3 separate regions of the Mus musculus genome follow, and regions 2 and 3 are each linked to region 1. A link is a contact called in public Hi-C and HiChIP or PLAC-seq data. All regions are on one chromosome and are shown on one strand. The core of a region is the stretch at or near the end of the contact, and the rest is flanking DNA. Distances in the headings are between cores, read along the strand shown. Region 1 overlaps Maml2 (mastermind like transcriptional coactivator 2). Region 2 overlaps Maml2 (mastermind like transcriptional coactivator 2). Region 3 overlaps Maml2 (mastermind like transcriptional coactivator 2).

Evidence for each region. A called contact is a pair of places that touch in the nucleus more often than the background predicts. HiChIP or PLAC-seq counts read pairs in DNA pulled down with a chosen protein or histone mark.
Region 2: a contact with region 1 is called in an H3K27ac HiChIP or PLAC-seq map of CD8 T cells, with 5 times the contacts expected there. The contact joins two enhancer-like sites. A contact is called at or near these places in 3 of 15 datasets of contacts at CTCF or cohesin (the NIH/3T3 cell line and large pre-B cells), 3 of 484 Hi-C or Micro-C datasets (bone marrow-derived macrophages, cranial neural crest and reprogramming fibroblasts), 18 of 115 datasets of contacts at active chromatin or transcription factors (the 230-238 cell line, CD8 T cells, bone marrow-derived dendritic cells and 12 more) and 3 of 9 other capture datasets (adipose tissue, liver and pancreatic islet).
Region 3: a contact with region 1 is called in a Hi-C map of bone marrow-derived macrophages, with 37 read pairs. The contact joins two enhancer-like sites. A contact is called at or near these places in 3 of 15 datasets of contacts at CTCF or cohesin (the NIH/3T3 cell line and large pre-B cells), 3 of 484 Hi-C or Micro-C datasets (CD8 T cells, bone marrow-derived macrophages and reprogramming fibroblasts), 19 of 115 datasets of contacts at active chromatin or transcription factors (the 230-238 cell line, CD8 T cells, bone marrow-derived dendritic cells and 15 more) and 2 of 9 other capture datasets (adipose tissue and liver).

What each region holds. Positions count from the first base shown.
Region 1 is chr9:13,307,600-13,312,510 of GRCm38.p6, reverse strand. All of the region lies in intron 1 of Maml2 (mastermind like transcriptional coactivator 2), which reads right to left. Among named protein-coding and RNA genes, the nearest start is that of Maml2, 12 kb to the right of the region's middle. Within about 2 kb of position 1,265, at least 29 of the 459 cell types and tissues checked have an H3K27ac peak or open chromatin away from gene starts, as enhancers often do. A contact at or near this core is called in CD8 T cells, bone marrow-derived macrophages and microglia, where this site is marked.
Region 2 is chr9:13,515,912-13,520,888 of GRCm38.p6, reverse strand. The region is part of intron 1 of Maml2 (mastermind like transcriptional coactivator 2); the gene reads right to left. Among named protein-coding and RNA genes, the nearest start is that of Phxr4, 87 kb to the right of the region's middle. Within about 2 kb of position 2,133, at least 19 of the 459 cell types and tissues checked have an H3K27ac peak or open chromatin away from gene starts, as enhancers often do. A contact at or near this core is called in CD8 T cells and microglia, where this site is marked.
Region 3 is chr9:13,533,675-13,538,110 of GRCm38.p6, reverse strand. The region is part of intron 1 of Maml2 (mastermind like transcriptional coactivator 2); the gene reads right to left. Among named protein-coding and RNA genes, the nearest start is that of Gm51666, 75 kb to the left of the region's middle. Within about 2 kb of position 1,275, at least 103 of the 459 cell types and tissues checked have an H3K27ac peak or open chromatin away from gene starts, as enhancers often do. A contact at or near this core is called in CD8 T cells, bone marrow-derived macrophages and microglia, where this site is marked.

The sequences.
Region 1 (4,911 bases), core at 16-2,515:
ATTCTATTTTTTCTCTTTTTTTCCCTCTTTCGTCCCTTTTCTTCATTCCCTTCTTTTTCTTTTTCCTTTCCTTTCCTTTTTCACTTCCCTCCCCTCCCCTTCCTTTCATTCTTCCATCACTCCTTCCTTTTCTTCTTCAGTGCTGAGGCTCTAATCCAGGTCCTTAACACTGACCAACAAACAACACTCCACCCAGTGTTTCCATTCTCAAGCAGAATGGGACTCTCCACTAAAGGATTTTAGTGGAGCATTTTCTCTAAAGTTCTTGACCCTCAGTGATTGAAGGACTGCGGTTGCTCTAAGGCACCAAAGCCTCACTCTCAGCATTGCACACAAACTAGTGAAAAGTAGGACCTGGGCGGAGCCAGGAAGACTGATGGGCGGAGCTGCTGTGCCAAAGGGTGCAAAGGGAGTTCTGAGAAGTCTGAGGATAGACTTTTTCTTGTGGCTCTCACTTTCCAGAGTGCTTCTCAGATTTGCTTTCCTTTAATTAACCCAGATATGTCTTCAACTAAGGAGCAAGGTGCTATGCATTGCCAGTCACATTTGTCATGTTCCTTCCTTATACTAAGCTGTAAGCTCCGTCCAATGAGATATTTGGGCTGAGGCCCCAACACATAATCATTCAATGCCCACACCTTTCCCTGATCCTTACACCAACATTGTCCTCTCATAAGAGACAAGACAAGAACTTGAACCTGGTAAAAATTTTAAGATATTACCTCTGAATCTTTCAATGGGATCCTGTTTTTAATCACATTAACACACTCTCCCTCCTACCCTCTATCCTAGGTACATCTATGTTAAATGCACAATTTAATATATAGGACCTTGGCATAATCTTGTCTCCCCATTTTCTTCTATTCCCATCTCTAGAAGCTAGATATGATAACTACAGGTTAAAACCCAACAATCTGGCAATTGATTTCACAGATAGCTACAGTGTAGCTCCAGGACTTTAAGGGCCTTGGATGCTTGTTGTAAACAAGGCTATCATGGCCTCTGGTCTCATGGAGTTTAGGGTGTCAGTGGGAAAGAGAAAAGACACAGAAACCAGGAGTTCAGATAATGGTAAAATAAACTTCATGGTAAAAGTTATGAAGAAAATAAAAGCTATAAGAGCTAAAGGATTCAGGAATTAGGGTGGCTCAGCCATGTGTCTGCTCTTTTAAGCAGCCATTGAGGTCTGGCCAGGAAGTGATACTACAGCTGACTTCTGTGTGACAAGACTAATTCAGCAGGCAGAATACTCACGAGCCAGATCCAACCGGGTTGCTGGGGACATGGGTGATTAGCCCAAGAGAACCACTGTGGTAGAAGCCTGGACCAGCCTAGAAGTTTCCTATCACTAGCTTTCCTAACATTGTTCTGTTCCTAGTTTCTGTAAGTCAGTGTGACTTTGTTTGGTTTTGTATTATCTTTTACAGGAATTTTTAAAATACTCTTTGATGCATTTCTTTGTTTCTAATTTTCTCTGAAAATCACTCTCATACCCACCTTGTATCCATATATTGAAAACAGTTATTCTGAGTGAAGTGTTTGTGTATTGGTCATGTTGTGTATGTATATTGTGTATTGTGTGTGCATGTGCTGTATGTGTGTTGTATGTGTGCATGAGTGTGTGTTACATGCATGTGTTGTGTGTGTATGGTGTGTGTCTGTATGTGCTGTGGTGTGTGTATGTAGGCATCATGGGGACTTTGGATACATTTTCTCAGCAAAGTAAGACAGAAGAAAGGCAACCTAATATCCTTTGCTTTAGGCATCAAGAAAGAAAAGTCACATTGCACAGCATAACACCAAGATATTTTCATCTAAAAACCTTAACAAAAGAAATTCCAAGCTATTTAGAAGCAACTGGGGGGAAGTCAATATCTCTGTGACTCCAACCTAACAGACAATGAAGTCCTTCAATGAACACTGTGACAACCTCGACCAAAGGAGGCTTTGATTCACGCCAGTTACATCTTGCTTTGTTAAGAAAATGCACCCAGCTGTTCTGGAGCCTCAGACATGATCCAAAGACCCCCAAGATGCTGAGAGTGATAGGATGCTGAATTCAGAGCTGTGCTCTAGCTGCTTCTGGAGAGAGGGAGGGCGAGGTGTGTGCTGAGAACTCCTCTCTGTCTAATATTTGTGAAAATGTTTCCTTTGTTGGTGTGCTGGAGCAGATCTTGCTTATTTCTTCTTTCCAGTTCTATTAAATCCCTAAACAGAGCTGAGTTTTCAGGGCTTAGGGCTGCCCTGGGGGAGATAGGTGATTATGCTCTCTGCTTAAGGTTTTAGTGATAAGGAAAAAATAGCAGTGGGCCGAATCCCATCCCCCAAGCCAATTTCTCTGACTGTCTTTTACAGTCCCCCTTTAAAGAGGAAACATATTTTAAAGATGAAGTGGTGACAAGGATAGAATCCCGTCCATCAATCTGCACTTCTCAATTGTTGTGTGTCTATGAGAGAGAGACAAACAGATGGGGGGACTGATGTGTGCACTTGAACAGCCGTCAGCTCCTGAGAAGGACCCACATTTCATTTTATACGCTGCATCACATGCTATCATCTCATGGTGGTACACAGCTCGTGAATCCTCCTTATTCCACAGAAAATGCTGCAACTGGCATTTGTAGGAGTTGGGGAATGAGGCTCCAGTCGCAAACAAACTAAACAAAGCACTCCTCTGACGATCATGTTTCTTAGGCTGTCTACCTTGTCTAAGAAACCCTGTACAAAGCACCCTGTACTAAGCACCCTGTATTAAGCACCCTGTACTAAGCACCCTGTACTAAGCACCCTGTACTAAGCACCCTGTACTAAACACCCTATAATAAGCACCCTGTACTAAGCACCCTGTAATAAGCACCCTGTACTAAGCACCCTGCACTAAGCACCCTGTAATAAGAAATGAACACTGTTGGGCTCTGCCCCTTCTGACATGGCTGGAGCTGGACACTGAGGCTACTTCGGACTCTCTTGACCAATATCTTTTTTTAAATAGTAGATAATACCCATCTTTATTAACTCTTTCTTGTTGTTCCTCAATAAAAACAATTCCAAAGATACTAAAGTCTGAGAAATAAAATCCTTATATGCAGGAAGTATTCAAAAGTGTATCACTGAAACAGGCCTCAGTGATAACCAAAGCTACTCACCAGGTTCTCCTTATTGCTTTACAATAACGATGATAATAATGATAGCAATAACAATAGACGTCAATACCAACGAAGGGAAGAAGGTCTTAAGTTTCAGCGATGCTAGTTGGCATCGCTGCTTTCTATGTTAGACTCTTACTGCATCACTAATACAGGCAGCATTTGGGCCTAATGTGATACCACTCAACCATCCCTTCATTTGTGTATTCATGTATTGTAAAGGTTAAAACAAGGCACACGGAGTAGGGTAATTTCCCACAGAAAAGCAAGTGGAAATCGAGAAGGATGATTTTAAAGATGGAATCTATTTCTTCCCTGTATTCTGTCCCAGCTCACCAAGTCCTCAGTGACCTCCAGGATCGAACGCAATTACATCGGTCGTATATATTTGCTATGCTGTTTGAGTCTCCCAAGGGCAGCATAACAGTGAGAGGGAGTGACATCTTTATGAGGTTAACCCTTTTCTATTTTAAGAGTAGACTACCGAAGGCAGATGTGACCCCTGGAGCGGAACAAGAATGTTGGAAATCTGGTAGTTAGGAGGAAAGAGGGAAAAATGATGTTCCGAGGAGCAGTTAGTTAGGGAAGCCCAGGAGAATTTGCATGCACATGATAGGACAGTGGATGTCAAAGGACAGGTGAAGCAAGCACACCTGGGTCATGAGCTGATCACTGTGCTGACAGCTGGGTTTGCCGGTTTCAAGTATAATCTAATATAACCTTTGGAGGGATGTAGTATTATCTTAAAGTAATGCACCCTCAGAAACATGCATAAATCCAGCAGCCATTGCCCTGTACTGGTTTCCAGCCCTGATTCAGTCAACCTTTGTGATATTATAAAATATCCCAATCTTAGTGTCTTGGTGCAGCCAAGAGGAATTTCTTATGGTTCTGCAGGCTGCATAGGGTGGTTTTCTAGCAGGAGGAGTGGGGTTTAATCACTTGAGGACAGTGGTGCCCTTGCAGGAAGAACATTTTGCCTTCTCTGCATGTGATATACAGCCCCCAGGCAGGCCCAGCGTCTTGGGTCTCGGTTCCAAGAGGACATCAAGTACCTCCTCAGGTATAGCACAATGTCATTCTTGTCATTTTGAGTTGGTTAAAGCAAGTCATGAGGTCACATTAAGTTTGAAGGAAGAACCAGCGACCATTCTTTTTCTGAATGGGAAAGAAGCAATGGAAAGGGCTATGTGAGACGGAGGGCATTGTATGATCACTAACACCACCCGAAAGAAAGATTTCCAGTCCCACGCTGCCTCCACCAACAGAATTGTAATGTTTATGACAATGTTCTACTACTACGTTTTTCATGGTTTCTAAAGTTATGTTGATAAACGACACTTTGTGTAGCCTCAAACAGATGTGAAAAGCCCTGTGTTCTCTCCCTCCTCCTAATGTTGTTGTTTGTGTGTTTTGTGTTTTAATGAGCTTTACTTTTTTTCATCTAGAGTTTGGCCTGTTTTCTCTCTGAAGACTCATACAGGTTTATAAATTGTAGACTGGTAGCCTATTTTTAGAGCTACATGAACTAGTCCTCTGGGGGGACAGGCAGGATGGAGATGGGATAAAATAGGGAAGAAGACTGCTTCTGCTAGAAACACACTCCCTTACATGTTGCGAGTGCAGGATTTAGAGGCGAGAGGTAAAAAAACCCCATCCATGTGAGCGTGTAATCCCACATAATCTGGCTGCCTCTCTAGCCATTTTCATTTATTATATGTTAAGCAGCATACGACAGCCTTATACCAGGGATTACAGTGTGAAT
Region 2 (4,977 bases), core at 884-3,383, 210 kb before region 1:
TGGATGATTCTTCCAACCTGTTCCACATCTCTGCTTCTTCTCATTGAAAGACTGATGCCTGAGAACATGCACTACGAGAATCCTCTTCTTCCCTCTCAAAGGTCAGACCTGCGTTTTCCTCCTGCTCTGCCTGCAGAGTTACCACTAATCAAAGCCCCGCTCCCCAATCAGTTTCAGGTCATAGGTAACTGATTTTAGGGCGTTGATCCTTGGAAGAGAGCAGATGTACCTTGTGTTTTCAGACTTTTGTCTACAATATGCACATGGCCCATGAAAACCTCATGAGCAGATGTCTGCACTTTCAGGAAAATAGGGTCTCCCTACATACTCAAAGAGAAATTGAAATGGTTGCTAATACCAACACTGAGCATGAACTTTTTGGCTATAAATGCTATCTTGATTCCTGCTTTCAATGAAGTTAATTATCTGTGTTGAGCAGATTTAGGAAAAAAAAACTTTCTATACAAACAGTTCTTTAATCTTTTAAAAATGGCTTGTGAACATAGAAAACATGTTTGGTTTACACACATTATTAAAAGTGAGATTCTGGGCTGGTGAGATGGCTCAGTGGGTAAGAGCACCCAATTGCTCTTCCGAAGGTCCAGAGTTCAAATCCCAGCAACCACATGGTGGCTCACAACCATCTGTAACGAGATCTGACGCTCTCTTCTGGTGTGTCTGAAGACAGCTACAGTGTACTTACATATAATAAATAAATCTTTAAAAAAAGTGAGATTCTTTAGATGCAAAAGAAGAGTGATTGAGATGACAGATCAGACATGAAATAAGAGAAAAGCTTTTATTTGGGAAGTTATTTCTGTGGCAGACTGAATCGGCCAGAGGGCACCAGGACACCACAGCACTGGGAGGCCTGGTTCACATTGCACTCCCTGGACGTAAAGTCAGAAGGCGTAGGTGTTTTCGTTTGTTCTTGCCTGCAAAGTCTGCACACAAAGACACAAAGGTAAGAAACTAATAATAGAAAATATTAGAATATGGGTGTGGACTTGGGAGTAACTCTGTAAATCTGGAATATTATTTATCACATGCTTGGAGAAAATGCTGGGGGAAAACCATGAGAAACCAAATAGTTTTAAATGAATATTTTGAGACTATTATTTTTTAAAATTAAAGAAAGATAAAAATGATATACAGACCATAATGTGTTAGAACTGGAACACACAGGAAATTTGAACTTAGCATTCTTTCACAATGATTAAGAGAAAAGGTTGGTACCGTGACCCTTTGCTTTCATGAGGAGCTTTGCCTTGCCCTCTGTGGAAGGCAGTGTGTCTTGAGGCTGCGCCAGCTAGAGGTCTGTCTCTCTTATATCTGGATCTTGAAATGTGTAGCTTTGGGGTATGTGCTCTGAGCACAGCTTTCTGTTTTGTGACATTGATCTGCAAAGGTGTGTTTCTATTATTTGCAAGCCTATCTTTTAAAACCCTTTAAAGGCTTATAGACCAAGACTCAGTATGATATTAAAACCACCATTTAAAAGTTGGGCACTGAGCTGAGGAGATGGCTCATTCAGTCAGGAATCTGCCCAGAAAGCTTGAGCACCTCCATCTGGATCCTCAGAGCCCTTGTAAAAGTCCAAGTGTGGCACAAGATGCCTGTCACACCATCCATCTCCTTGGGCAGAGACAAGAGAGAACCTTTGAAGCTCGTATAAGCAGCCAGCCTCGTCAGACCCATGAGCTTGAGGTTCAGTGAGAGACTGGAAAGACCAGTCTAGAGATCCAGGGAAGGCAGCTCTGGCCTCTACAGAGACATGCTCACACACATGTGCCCATATCATATGTACATGTGCATGTAACCACACTAATAAGCATACACCACACATACACACCACACACATACCACATACACCATATACACACACACATACACACATCCCTCCACACTCACACCACACATACACATACCAAACATACCATATATACCATATACACCTAAACACATATGCACACACATACTACATACATACCACATAGACACACCACACACTACACATACCACACTTACATACATACATACCACACACCACATACACACATACCACCACACTACACATTGCACCACAGACACACCCACACATACACACCACACTATATAAACCATACACACCACAGCACTATACATAACACAAACCACACACTCACACATCCACCCTCACCCACACAGTCACACACAGATTTAGGTACTGTCAGTCTCAGCCTTTGGATCTAGTGGTTTGTGGTTTATGTTTATAATCCTGCCACTTGGTTGATAACTTGCAGTCACTCTAGTACTCTGGCTGCCATTAAATAAAGTCAGTTATCAAATATGTCCGCAATAGTCAAGCTCTCCGCAGTTATCTGTACTACTTGTTCAGGTCCCAGCTATGAGGGATGTCATGTTGTGGCATATGGGGGATGCTCAGGCCTTGCTGCTCTGCACTCTGCTCATGCCCTCGGGGCAGCAGTGTCCTTAGAATAGGAACAGGGTTTGGAGCTACTTTGCAGGGTGCTGTTTGACTCTGCTTCTTAACAAAGTGTCCAGGCAAGCATGCATGTGGCTGTTGGATCAACAATCCCGTAAGAACACAACAAACAGCCTGTGGACCAATCCAAGGCATCCCATGAGGAAGGCACTCTACTGAAGGTCAATGTCCTGGCCTGTGTAAACATATATGGCCATCTCTAAGACACTTCTCTGTTACAAAGCCAACAAAGGACATTTTTTTAAGCCCCCATTTCCTCTCCAGGAAATGGTGTATGTTCAGAAAGGAAGCTGCCTTCCTGTTTTCTCCATACGGACACTCTTACAAGGTTTTTCTAACTTCCATATTGAGCCTTCCATCATATAAAGAAGTGTGGCTCAGGACCTGGACAGTTTTTGCTACAGTAATTACAAAATAGAGATTTACTTTCTCCAACTCATAGGAGCATTCTTGTTTAATTTCCCATTTTTTATGTGGTGAGGAACTCTATCCCCTGCCAATATGTAGCTTATTCAGTACCTAGAAAGGACACTGGCTAATCGGCTGGGGTCAGACTGTCTTTCTTTGCAAAATACATCAACTCCTAGTTTTCCAATTACAAAAGCCACTTGACAGGCCACCTGTTTTTTATTATTTTTATCAGGGTTTTGTGATACAAACTCAGTGTGTCTGGCACTGGGGAATGAAATATAATTCAGGAAGGTTTCGTACGTCTTGTACATGCTATGAGGATTTCACACTGACTTCTTGGATTATTAAGAAGCATTTGGAAATGAGTCTTTGTTCTCTGGGAGTTTGTGGCAGAGTTCTTGTTTCTGCCTCACCTGGAGACACTTGAGGCTATAGACATTAAAGGAGAACACCCAGGTGGTACTGCACCTAGACAGCCATTCAGATGCACCAAGTTTTGAGCTAGGTAACAGTTGCTCTTTGTACTCGTTGTATATGTCATACTCCTCCGTGTGTCACAAAGTGGCATGGAGGCCAGTTATAACAGTCATGCAGGCGCTTGTTGAATGCAGTGGGCTCTCCTGCCTGGGCCTGTGCAACGGAAGTCAAAGAGAGGGCTCTGAAAATGTGTGTTTTCAGTACAGCTTTATTATTAAAGAGATCTAAGTGCTAGAGATGTTTACTTGTTAGTGAAAAACAACTAGACCCCAAATCTCTAAGGGCCACAACATTAAGACCCAAGGTATTTTAAGATGAGACCTTTTTAGTATCGCTAGAATCTCATAGTGGAGGCCACTAGTAGCACTCTGCTCAGAGACCATGCACAGAGTAACAACCACCTTCACCCTGAAATGTACTTGGGCAGACTGCATCCTGAAGGAGGCAAATCTACAGAAGGCATTTAAAAATCTACAGTCTTTTAATTGTCATGGTTTCCAATATGCTTACTTGAACAGGGAAAGAAAAAGCTGGTTATATCCTTCAGCAAGAAACTTTCTCATATCAAGCAATGAACTTTAGAGTCTCCCATATGCATAGACTAGCTCATATTAGTTTAAGCACACACACACACACATATACACACATATGCATTCACACATATAGTGAGCAAAATGGTTAAAGTATGTGGAAATTGCCCACTTTTAAATAAATAGTTTTGCATATATTTCTACCTAAGAGGATTTTACATCAGGAAACACAAACAACTCACACACACACACACACACACACACACACACACACACACACAATATTTTCATATCTTTTAACTATTTTGCTCACATGTGAATACGTGTGTGCGAGAGTGTGCGTGTGCGTGTGCGTGTGCGTGTGCGTGTGTGTGTGTGTGTGTGTGTGTGTGGTCTACGTGTTGGGGGATACACAGATTCATGGTTCTGGGGTCAGAAGAAGACATTGGGTGTCTTTCTCTGTCACTCTCTGGTCTTGTTCCCATGAGACAAAGTGTCTCATAGAACTGAAGCTCCCCATAGTTTGGCCGGACTGGCAGCCAGCACAAGCCTCAGCAATCCTGATCCCACCGTGCATAGAGACCGTTGGCCTATGAGGTCACATGTGATTTTCAAATAGGTACTAGGGCCTAAATGCTAGCAATGTTTTATATCATACATATGCAAGTCAATGATTATCTTAATCATCTGTTTCAAAACTTTGGGTTTTGAACCCAAACTTCTTTCTTTCTGTCTCAGGCAGGCATCACTTGTTTAAGTTACACACCATCTGACTCACTCCTCTCTTTCTAAGAAGATATTCAGATTAACACTGTTACCAGGCTTTGACTCTTACACAACAGACAGAAACTTGAGAACAGAATAACTTAAATATGATCACTTAGGGGAGAAAGGCGTTTAAGACCGTTTTTTTCTATGTAACCCTGGCTGTCTTGGAACTTACTTTGAGCTGACCTCAAACTCACAGAGGTCTGCCTGCCTTTGCCTCCCAAGTGCTGGGATTAAAGCACCACTATCACCCAGCTAAATATGATCACTTTTTTAAATAAAGAAATTTAAATTAATCAAAGTTAA
Region 3 (4,436 bases), core at 26-2,525, 230 kb before region 1:
TATTGCCTGGGAAGTACATACTTCAATTCCCAAAATTCCTAAGATTGTAATTTACATTTTTCTATCGCTGTTTCTCTCTGTCTCTCTGTCTTTGCCCCTCTGTCTCCGCCTCTCTCTTTTCTCTCTCTCTCTCTCTCTCTCTCCCATTCTCTCTCTCTCTCTCATTCTCTCTTTCTCTCTCTCTCTCTCTCTCTCTCTCTCTCTCTCTCTCTCTCTCTCTCTGTACACACATGATGGTGCATATGTGGAGGTCAGAGAACAGCTTGAGGAAAACAGTTTCTACTGCTGTATGAGTTCTGGGATTTGAACTCATGTCATCAGACTTGGCGGCAAGCTCCCTTTCTCACTGAGACATTTCACAGGCCTAAGAATTTTCAAGTAGTAGTGTCTTGCATAGGAATGGCTCCTGCCACTGCCTTTTTCGGTAATGAGTTGATTCCCACAGGCCGTGGAGCAAAATTTGCCCAGACTCCAGCATGGCTCCTGTTGCTGAACTTGACAGACACTCAGTCTTATGCTCATGTGACACAGCTCTCCCTGGCCTCTGTTTAAGTGAAGCTGTTTCTCTGATGCTTCTAGTTTGGGAATATGATCTTGATAACTGGAGTCCTCACTACAATACCTCCTCTTTAATCCTTGCTGGGAAGTCTGAAAAATGGATCCTCACTGGTCTGGGATCTTTTAGGTTTAGGAAAAGAAGTGAGTGAAGATATCCTAGTGTGTGCTCAGAAGCAAGCACATGTTTAAAAAGTTGACTTTCTCTTGTAACACCAATCTGAAAGTCTAATTTTAGCAGTTTCTATAAGCTTTTCCATGCATATTTTAAAGTCTGGTTTTGCCTAAATAATAACTAGGAAGACAACAAATCTTGCCCCGCCCCCATGCTTCTCCCTTGACCTCAATGCTTAGGCAGTCCTTCCCTCCCTGGGGGTGTGACTTTAGAGTGCTGTTTTATTGACTCATAATTAAGAACTTCTGATGGGAAAACCAGTCAACAGGCACAAATGGCCTGGTGGCCTGGGGGTGGGGGTGTCCCACCAGCAGAGGTGGGGGTTGGTTTTATTATGGCAGGAGCAGAAGCAGGGTTGAAGAACCTTCACAGAAAACCTCAAAGCATTAAACCCTCTGTATGAACTTTATGCCTTTTTTGAGGAAGTCAACTTCTTTTCTGTCCCTTATCTCTTTAAGTCAGAGTGAGTGAGGAGAGAGTGAAGTCATGAGTGGGAGGGGCCGGCAATGGAAATTTGGGGGCAAACACAGAGCGTGGGTAGAAAGGAAACACACACGTGAAACATCTTGAGAGGAAACGTAACAGGAAAAGGCTGCTGTTATCTACAAGGGCTAGGAAGAGAAACATGGAGGCTGTATGCTTGGGTTCATCATTAAATAATCTACTAAAGCAACAGGAGAGGGTTTCAAACACCGAAGAAGAGCCTGGATGAGAAACAATTGCTACTCCTTTAACCGAACAAACATTCTTGGAATTCAGTCGCATCTTATTAGCAGAGAAGACTCAGGGTCAGTGCTAGGCACTGGATGTTTTCCACATCTGGTTCCACTCACGGGAATGAGCTCCCAGACACCATTATTCTCCTGACATATCTAGTTTAATACACGAGGCAATGTCCTCCTTGCCCTGCGGTATGGTTTGACGAGAGATTCATAATGCATATAAAATGGATTTCCATTATCCGATTAAAGCGTCTCCTTTTTGAGTTAGATTTTTAATTTTTTTAAAGTGAAATGAGTAGCTGTTTTACACAGCACAAGTTTCAAGCCCATCACCATTTCCTACCTACAAGATCTTTGTGGATTGTTTTAGTGTTTTTAATTTACCACGCGTTACTCCTGAGAGAAAGCAGACTTTTAAAAGCTCATTTAAAATGGATGTTTTAAATTCTCTGGTGAAATCATAACTGAGCTTTGGACATTATTGTGGGACAGACAAGAAAGGAAAGTGGCCCCTTCTCACTGTGACTAATTTCAGATAATTGAAAACCTACGGCTTTGAAATTGGGACTCAACTGTGAGCATGTGACAATAAGCCCCTTTCCCTCTGATAGATCCACTAATTCCTGTCATATCTAGGCACAGGCATCCTGCAGACAGAGCACTGTTGGCTGCGGCTCTTCGGTGTGCTTGCTGTGCTCGCTGTCGTTGCTGGCTACTCTGCTTCTGTTGTTCAGGGGTCCTTACATCTGTGGGAACTGATTCTTCATTCAAGAATGAACCTGCCACAAGGGGACAGATGTAAAGATTGGAATCTGGGTCTTTATATTTTTATTCAACTGGCTCCACTTGTTTTCATAGTTATTATTTAAACATATGAAAGGTAATGGAAATAAGTTTTCTACTGAAGGTTAGCAGGCTAAGATTACATGTGATAAAGGCTAAAGTTGCAAGTTACAAGAGAATGTTAGATATAAAAAAATTTTTAACATATATTTTTCTTCATTTCTTTTCTTAAGGAAATGATTTTCCATTGGAAATTTGTTAAAAGGAAATAAAAGAAAACATGAATGAATTTTGTGTGTGTGTGTGTGTGTGTGTGTGTGTGTGTGTGTGTGTGTGTGCTCTCACACATGGGCACCCACCCATAATGCACACAAAGGGCAGAGGTTGGCATTGTGTGCCTTCATCTATCATTCTTTACATCATTATCATTATTATTTGAGTTAGAGTCTCTCTCTTGCATCTGGATCTCTTATACTTAGCTTGGTTGGGTAGCAAGCCTCAGGGACCTTTCTGTCACAGGCTCCCAGTGTTGGAATGACAGGCATGTGTCTCCATGCCTGGCTTTTATGTGGATGCTGGGGACTTGAACTCAGGTCCTCCTGCTTTTGTGACAAGTACTTTACTAGATGGCTCACCTCCTCAGTCCTGGGATGAAGTTGTCTTAATGGAACATTTGCTGTTAATCTTCAGTGATGAATCAGAGTCTGTAAAATTTTGGCATACAAGATATATATGTGTGTGGTAGAAGACGGTGGTCAGAAAGGAAAGACAAATTGTGTCAGGCACAAATCTGTACCCACAGATGTCACCTCACAAAGCCTACACAATGGCCCCCAAACAGGAGTCTGTCCCTGAGAAAATTTAATGAACTTATCCAAGGCTAGACCATCGATGTAGAAAAGAATGAACTTTAAAATCCAGATCTTTCTAATCACTGTATGCATGATCCGAATCCAGATCTTCCTAATCACTGTATGCATGATCCGAATCCAGATCTTCCTAATCACTGTATGCATGATCCGGATCCAGATCTTCCTAATCACTGTATGTATGATCCGAATCCAGATCTTCCTAATCACTGTATGCATGATCCGAATCCAGATCTTCCTAATCACTGTATGCATGATCCGGATCCAGATCTTCCTAATCACTGTATGCATGATCCGAATCCAGATCTTCCTACTCACTGTATGCATGATCCGAATCCAGATCTTCCTAATCACTGTATGCATGATCCGAATCCAGATCTTCCTACTCACTGTATGCATGATCCGAATCCAGATCTTCCTAATCACTGTATGCATGATCCGAATCCAGATCTTCCTAATCACTGTTTGCATGATCCAGATCCAGATCTTCCTAATCACTGTATGCATGATCCGAATCCAGATCTTCCTAATCACTGTATGCATGATCCGAATCCAGATCTTCCTAATCACTGTATGTATGATCAAGATCCAGATCTTCCTAATCACTGTATGCATGATCCGGATCCAGATCTTCCTAATCACTGTATGCATGATCCGGATCCAGATCTTCCTAATCACTGTATGCATGATCCGGATCCAGATCTTCCTAATCACTGTATGCATGATCCGGCTACTTGCTTAGGTGGATTTCCATGAGTTACACTTCCATATCCAGAGCCATTCCTAGAAAAATGCAGTCCTCCAGGCCCTTTGTCACGGAGCAGATCTCTTCTACATCTTGTTAAATAATTTATGCTGATGACTTTGTAAAAAACTATAAAATCAAGCTTAATAAGTTCATCATGGATTTGGAGCTAGGGCAAACAAAAAATATTTGGAGAAACTGAGTCAGAATGATCTCCCTGAGCTGGAGCATTGAGCCAGCCGTAACAAGATAACATAGTCATGCTAAGTCCCTACACTTGGATGCCCGATATCAACTGTAGAAAAAAATGAAACCAGTTTGGAGAAAGACAGTCTAGAGGGGCATTATATGTGAGCAGATGTAAGTGGATTCATGTCACCAATACCATGGTGAAGGAAGGGCTCTTTGAAAAGAGACAACGGTGTAGTCAACATTTATATCAAGCCCAGCCAATAATAGGCAGCTGCCAAAATGACTGAAGTTATTTGAAACTTCGTTTATGTGGCTAGCTCTCCTCTGCTATCTTCTTGTCAGACTTTACAGGCAGCTTACTGTTTAGATCTGTCTTCTGCAGAGGGGCTTGGGGG